Regions from separate parts of the Zea mays genome. Here region 1 is linked to region 2. The links are chromatin contacts, called in public Hi-C maps. All regions are on one chromosome and are shown on one strand. The core of a region is the stretch at or near the end of the contact, and the rest is flanking DNA. Distances in the headings are between cores, read along the strand shown.

What was found. A called contact is a pair of places that touch in the nucleus more often than the background predicts.
Region 1: a Hi-C map of ear shows a contact between it and region 2, with 2.8 times the contacts expected there. The contact joins the promoter of LOC100276580 here to the promoter of LOC103627405 in region 2. A contact is called at or near these places in 8 of 25 Hi-C or Micro-C datasets (bundle sheath, ear, leaf and 3 more).

Annotation. Positions count from the first base shown.
Region 1 is chr5:187,955,705-187,959,029 of Zm-B73-REFERENCE-NAM-5.0, forward strand. LOC100276580 reads right to left here and starts at 1,525. Exons shown (of 2, transcript NM_001374065.1): 1 at 1,198-1,525; 2 at 1-343. The coding sequence starts at 1,404. The coding sequence ends at 125.
Region 2 is chr5:187,688,923-187,692,100 of Zm-B73-REFERENCE-NAM-5.0, forward strand. LOC103627405 (BTB/POZ domain-containing protein At2g24240) reads right to left here and starts at 1,723. Exons shown (of 1, transcript XM_008647697.3): 1 at 1-1,723. The coding sequence starts at 1,529. The coding sequence ends at 30.

The DNA of each region.
Region 1 (3,325 bases), core at 275-2,774, 270 kb after region 2:
TAGAGCCTATATAAGCCGGCAGAACAAACAGTTCGAATAGAACTGAGATCTCTTGGCGTGCTCCAAAGATGTAGCACATCTTTGCCCGCTGCCTATATCTACCACAGTTCAAGCCATCCAGAAGTTACTCGGTTGGCTTGTCCGGGTCATCTTCCTCAGGTTCTTCCTTGTCTGGATCATCCTCTTGTGGCTCCTCCTGTGGTGGTGGTTGTTCTTCCTCTTCCTCCTCTTGATCATCATCCAGAGGATCATCAGCTGGTAACGGATGCGGTAATGGTGTCTTCATTGGGCTGAACTTAGGGAAGATATCAGGTCTCCTCCCAGGCTTTGGTCTCTCCCATTCCTAGCAACAATCAAACAACAGAGAAATTAATGTTGATGTCAACAGATCTAAATCACTAGTCATGTTTGAACATTATTTTTGCTAGGCTGGACAGATCTTCCACACCAATAGCTAATAATCATTGGAAAAAGTTGCAACAGATCTGCAATCGCCACTTTGGTTGTACACAAAAAAACATTACCAAGAAAGGCTAGGATCAGTATCTACATACTGTACATCACAACATGTAATACATGCAGTCATACAGTCATGAAGCCATTTACATAGTCAAGCCTTAAAGAAATTAAGAGTTCACCAAAACCAGCTCATGACTGCTCGCCACAACATTCTCTCATTTTGAATCTTTGATGATGAAAGACTCTTACAAAGAAAAACATATATAGAAGCTACACATTCAGAAGGACATTTAGGGCTTATTTGTAGACTGTAGTCAGTATTTAGGAGCGAATATAAAATTGAAGCTCCAAATATCTATCAGCACAACGAGCTACTAGCTGCAAAAGAACCCCAGAAAGTTATAGCAATAAAAGTTTATGTTAGCGCAGATGAAATTATTACACTCATAATAAATCATAGGGTGAAAAATTATCATTTTCGTAAAGGTATCTTCGCCAGAGATATACGAAATGGCAAAACTTAAAAAGTAGATGAAGACCGAATCCACATCCGAAAGCTAAAGCATAGGCATACCCAACCGGAACAACCTGTCCACACCACAACTTACGTAACATTTCTACCGATTTTGCCCGCTCCCTAAACCGGTTATTGGGCAGCCTATAGCCTCCTCCAATCCCACCAGAACAAGCTGCTAAAATGAAATGAACCGATGGTAAGTTGAAGAGCAAGAGAATTACGATGGGGAAATCGAGGGGCGACCGCTTGGTAATCTTCTCCTCGTCGGGGGCCGCGCAGACCACGAGCGTGCTCCACCTGCGCCGCCTACCGGCGAGAACCGGCACACGCGCGAGGGCGGTGACCGACGCGGATACGCCAAAGGTGCCCGGCGCGGGCGCCACAGGCGGGACGGCGGCCGGAGCCGAGAGGCACCACGGGAACGCCATGCGGGAGGGAGCTCAAGGGCCCTAGGTTCGCTTGGGCTGCTGGCTGGATGAGTCGTGCTGGAATTTGGGTTCCGTGTCCTCCTTGCGGTTTGGGTTGAGTACCTACCGGCTGCTTGTGAACCACCGGCGGCGGTGGCGGCTGTCTGTAGAGAGTGGAGACCGCCTTCGGGGCGATAAGAACACTCTTGGAGTCGCCAACACTAGCGTGTACGGGACTCCGATGGTTCTACACGCGGTGCATATTGCAGCCCACAGCAAATTGGGCCCAAGCACCCACTCGGGCCGACTCGTGTCCGCATATCCTGGGCCTCTTGCTCGGGCCGGAGTGAACCAGCAACTAATTCAGCACGACTCGTGTCCGCTCGAGAGACCCGTGGGCCGTGGCGAAGTGCCGACCCGCCATGCAACAGTGACGCGCGCCGCGCGCGGGTGCAGCCGTGCACACGCGCCGCGACCAAGACCCACCATGCCTCCCGGGAAATGGCCGGGGGCCGCATGGCGGCTGCCACCTGCAGCCCATGCACGGGCGGCGACGGTCCCGCCGCGCCTGTGACACGTACGCGTTCGCTGGGCGATATGTTTAATCGCCGAATCCGAGCCCTCTGACGCGCGCATTTTCAAAACAAAAGTCTCGCAGAGCACCCACTCGTCCACTCATGTCATGTCTGATAGTCGCCTACCTGTCAGTAGATTTATTCGACGGAGCAAACAATAGTTAACTAAGCCTTGCCACTGACCAAATAATCCGAACGTGCAACGTGCGCGCGTGCATGCACAGCGTCCAGCTAGTGGAGAAACGCGAGCGTGTGTGCACACGGACGGGACTCAAGTGCCAAACGCAACGCAGTCTCTAGTCTCTACGGGACGCGACGAGCTGCATCTGCATGCATGCGCGCGGCGTCTAGTAGCAAGACATGACATACATGCAGAGGGGGTGGCGGTGGCCCTTTTACCTTTGTGTCTCTCTCAACCCCCCCGGACGGAGCGCCCGGTATTTTTGACCGGCGATCGCGGGGCCCCTCTTTCCTTTGTTTAACCCGTACGTACGAGCACGGCGTAACCGAGGGGGTTAAACGTGCTCTTCAACACCCCTCCCCAGCTAAGCCAGAGATTAGAACCCCGTTCAACGGCATGTGTTTCACTTTTTCACCGCGCGACACCGCCCACCTTTTACTACTAGCAGAGCAGTCATCAGGCAGGCAAGTCTGCTTGGCCAGCGCCGCGCGCCCCGCCAGTCCGGCCGGCTCCGCGACCGCGCGCTTTGACGGTCAAAGCTAGCTTGGGCAGGAAGCACGGGAACCGAGCGCTGGAGCGGTCCGTACGCCAATATTCTATCCCAGGATCAATACGCAGCTCGTGGCCGCCTGTACGTACTGATGCGCTAGCTAAGCTACCCTGCGGTGCGGTGCGGTGTAGAGAGAGAGAGAGAGGAGAAGAAGCTAGGTGGTGCTGGTGGTGGCCGAGGAGGATCCCAGCGCGCGGTGCCTGTCCAATGTCCATGGGGAAGCTACACGGCGCCTCACGTGCACCGTGGAAAACACCAACGGCTGCCTGTGTGGATGCACTGGCACTGGCCCGCGCCGCGCCGGCCGAGAATAGCTGAAGAGCGAGGACCGACATTATATTTTCGGACGGGGCAGGGCGCCAGGGCATGCATTCATGCATACATGCATGCAAGTTGCTCTACGTGCTGCATGCGTTGCATATATTTATAACTACTAGTTAGTTAGATGTCTATACGTTACTAATATAAGTTTTGTATATACCACGTACGTAGATACACTTTTAAAAAAAATAAAGATAGTCATTCAAATATGTTCTCTAAACCTTTACGATAAACATCCGAAAATCCCAAGCGAGAACGATGGTGGTGGGGTCATGCTGCTCATGTCCTCTGCCAACTTTAGGCCTCGCAGACGTG
Region 2 (3,178 bases), core at 473-2,972:
GAAACACGGCTAATCCTGCCGTGACACGGTCAGATGATCGCCGGCGGCGGCGTCTCCCATACGTCGAAGACATTCTCGTCGCTGTGCAGAGCGAAGATGCGATCGCCGCCGATGGAGAAGTCGCAGATGGCGCCGCCTTCGCTGCGGCGCAGCGTCGACGTGAGCACGTGGTCGGGGCCGCTGAACACCGAGATGGCGTCGCCCGTCGACGCGAACAGCTGGCCGCCGTACGTGGCGAGCTTCGGGTAACAGACCTCCTCGCCGAGCGCTTTCGCCTTCCCGCCCGCCGCCAGCTTGCTCCGCGATCGCCACCGCACGCCGCCGGCGCTGCTCCGGAGGTCGAGGAAGCCGAGGTCGTCGTACTGGTTGATCACGCACACCGACCTCCCGTCCTCCATCGCGACGGCGTGTACCGCGTGCTTGTCCTCGAGCGACGCCGGCGTGCCGACGTCGGACCACGACCAGACGACGCTCCTGTCCCTGAAGTCGAGCAGGCTGATGGAGGAGGAGTCGGCCCGCGGGAACATCGTGGCCACCATGAGCGCGCCGGTGCCGTCCAGCCACTGGAGCCTGTCGGCGTCGCCTAGCGCGCAGCCGGGCGGCTCGTAGAAGAAGTCGGCCTGCTCGCCCGTGTTGCGGTCCCAGACGCCGACGCCGTACTCGTTGAGCCGGCCCTTGCAGCTCGCGAAGACGGCGCACCCTGACCCTCCTCCCCCGTCGAAGGCCAGGGCGCCGGCGGTGAACGACCGAGGCTGGCGGGCGTGCGCGACGCGGAAGCGGTGGCGCAGGCCGCCCGTGAGCGCGGAGAAGGCGGCCACGCCGCCGTCGTGGCCGTCGCGGCGGCCGGGCCGCTCCCGCGCGGCGACCAGGAGCGTGGCGGCGTCCAGGTACGCCGCGTCGTTGACCGGCGCGTGGGCGAGGCACACGGGGCGGCGCTCCTCGAGCATCCAGTTGTAGACGCGCACGGCGCCGCCGTGCGCGACGCAGCAGCCGCCGTCGGGCGCGGCGCGGACGGCCGTGCCGTCCCCCGGCGCGCGCCCGGGCACGGACGCCGCCAGGCGGACGCGGTCGCCGTCCAGCTCCCCGAGGCGCGCGGCGCGGACGCGGTCCAGGAGGCCGTAGTAGAGCGCCTCGCGGTAGAGCGTCGCCTCGGGGACGCCCGGCGGCACGTGGAGCGCCCCCGTGCGGAGGAGGTCCAGCAGCACCGCGAAGCACGCCGGGTCGCGGTCGATGAAGTACTCGGCCGCGCCGTCGGGGCACGCGTTCCAGGAGGCGTCCACCATGGCGCCGAGCATGGTGTCCCGCCCCGCGCTGGAGAGCGTGGCGGCCGTCGTCTCGAACACCCGCCCGCCGACGTTGATGCGCACGCGCCCGCGGCACGCCGCGGGAGTGCACATGGCCGATGGATCGCAAAAGGAGCCGCTGTCGCAGGTTATAGTTGGTGCGCACGGCCGTTTTGAATCGTGGGGGATGAGACGGGCAGGAGGACCCGGGTCGCGGAGCTGGCGTATATAACGGCGCGGCAGCATCGTGCGGAGCTGACGTGCCGGCTGGGCTGGGACGGAGAAAAGGAGGCGCGGGCGCGGCAGTGGGCAACGGCAGGTCGGCCAGGTCCAAGAACCTAGAGGATTTGGTCGTCTCGCGCACGACGTCACTGCGCACACGTCCACACCCCGGCGGTTGTTGCGTTGACGCGAGACGGGAGTGGGACAGGGAGGGTATGTTTGGTTGCCTGGCCCAACGCACGACCAGGCCCATTTGAAACAATCACGTCATGTTTGGTATCCTGGCCCAGCTTGGAGGCCTGGCTGAGGCGAGCCACATCTAACTTCGTGGCCAGACCCAATTGAAACGTAGCTAACTTTCTTCGCGTATCAGCCTGGCCCGTGCTCGCCCACTGCGCTAGGGTTCACTTGCCTCTCGAGTTCACTCGCAGCCGCAGCCGCCGCGGCTCTCGCCTCTCCGGTTCACTCGCAGTCGCCATCGCGGAGGCGTTCCAGAGCGGCGGCCACCATCGCCGGCACCTCCACGTGGTCGACCTCGACGTGTCGTACGACTTCCAGTGGCCCTCCTTGATCTAGTCCCTGTCGGCCGCCGCCGCGAGCACGAGCGCGAGAACGAGCAGCGCATAACACGACGGCGACGGCGACGAGCCAGTTTCCCTGCGAATCACCGGCTCCGGCACGAGCCACGACGAGCTGCGGCGAACCAAGGCGCGGCTGGCGCGGCTGCTGCTTCCACCTTTCACGGCCAGTCTCCGGTACTTCTCCGTGGTGTTCGACTCGCTGCACAAGTGCCTCCCCGCCGACAGCGCCGAGAGGATCGCCATCGAGAGCGGCCACCTGGGCGTGGAGATCAGCGACGGGTTGGGTTTTGGTTTGTTAATTAGTTTTTTTATGCTTCTTTAATTTCTTCTTTGATTGATTACATATATAGATTGATTGATTACATATATAGATATATACACCCATGTAAAGTAGATGTCAAACCAGTTATTGCACACGATTGATACGAAGTAGTCCCAAGAGTCGTTTCAAAATTTCACAATCTAAATTATCATTTGGAGAGTCATTTTTCCATAAAATACCACTATCTATATATTTTCAATCTTCAAAAGTCTTTTTATATTTTAGAGAGTCAATCACGTTTTTATATCTTATTTATATTTTAGAGAGCCACATCTGTATCAAATTACTCTCATGAGTTTCTGTTTATGTTTGTTGGTCTAGATACTCTCATGATTTCTAAGGCAATTTTGTTTCTGTCACAAACTAGATATGCATGAGAAACTGGATCTGGATATGGAATTACAAATTGTTTCTGGCAGATTCTATTTATGTTTGTTGGTCTGCCAACAAATTGTTTATGTTGCTACTATAGTTCATATGATTGTAATTCAAATGATTGGATATTCACAAATTGTTGGTCTGCCAACAGTTTCTGTTTATGTTTACAGTTTCTGTTTATAGTTTCTGTCATCAGTACCAAACAATGTGTTTATAGTATCAACTGATTGGATATTCAAATGATTGGATGATTGCAATTAGTTACATTTATGGGTCAAAATCATATTTTTAGTTCAAATCTGCTGTAATTTGTTTAATAGCACTTAAATTTTTTTAATTTGGCGGGAGCTGCATTTTACACATTAAAACTGGTGGCAACCCAATTAGGCTAA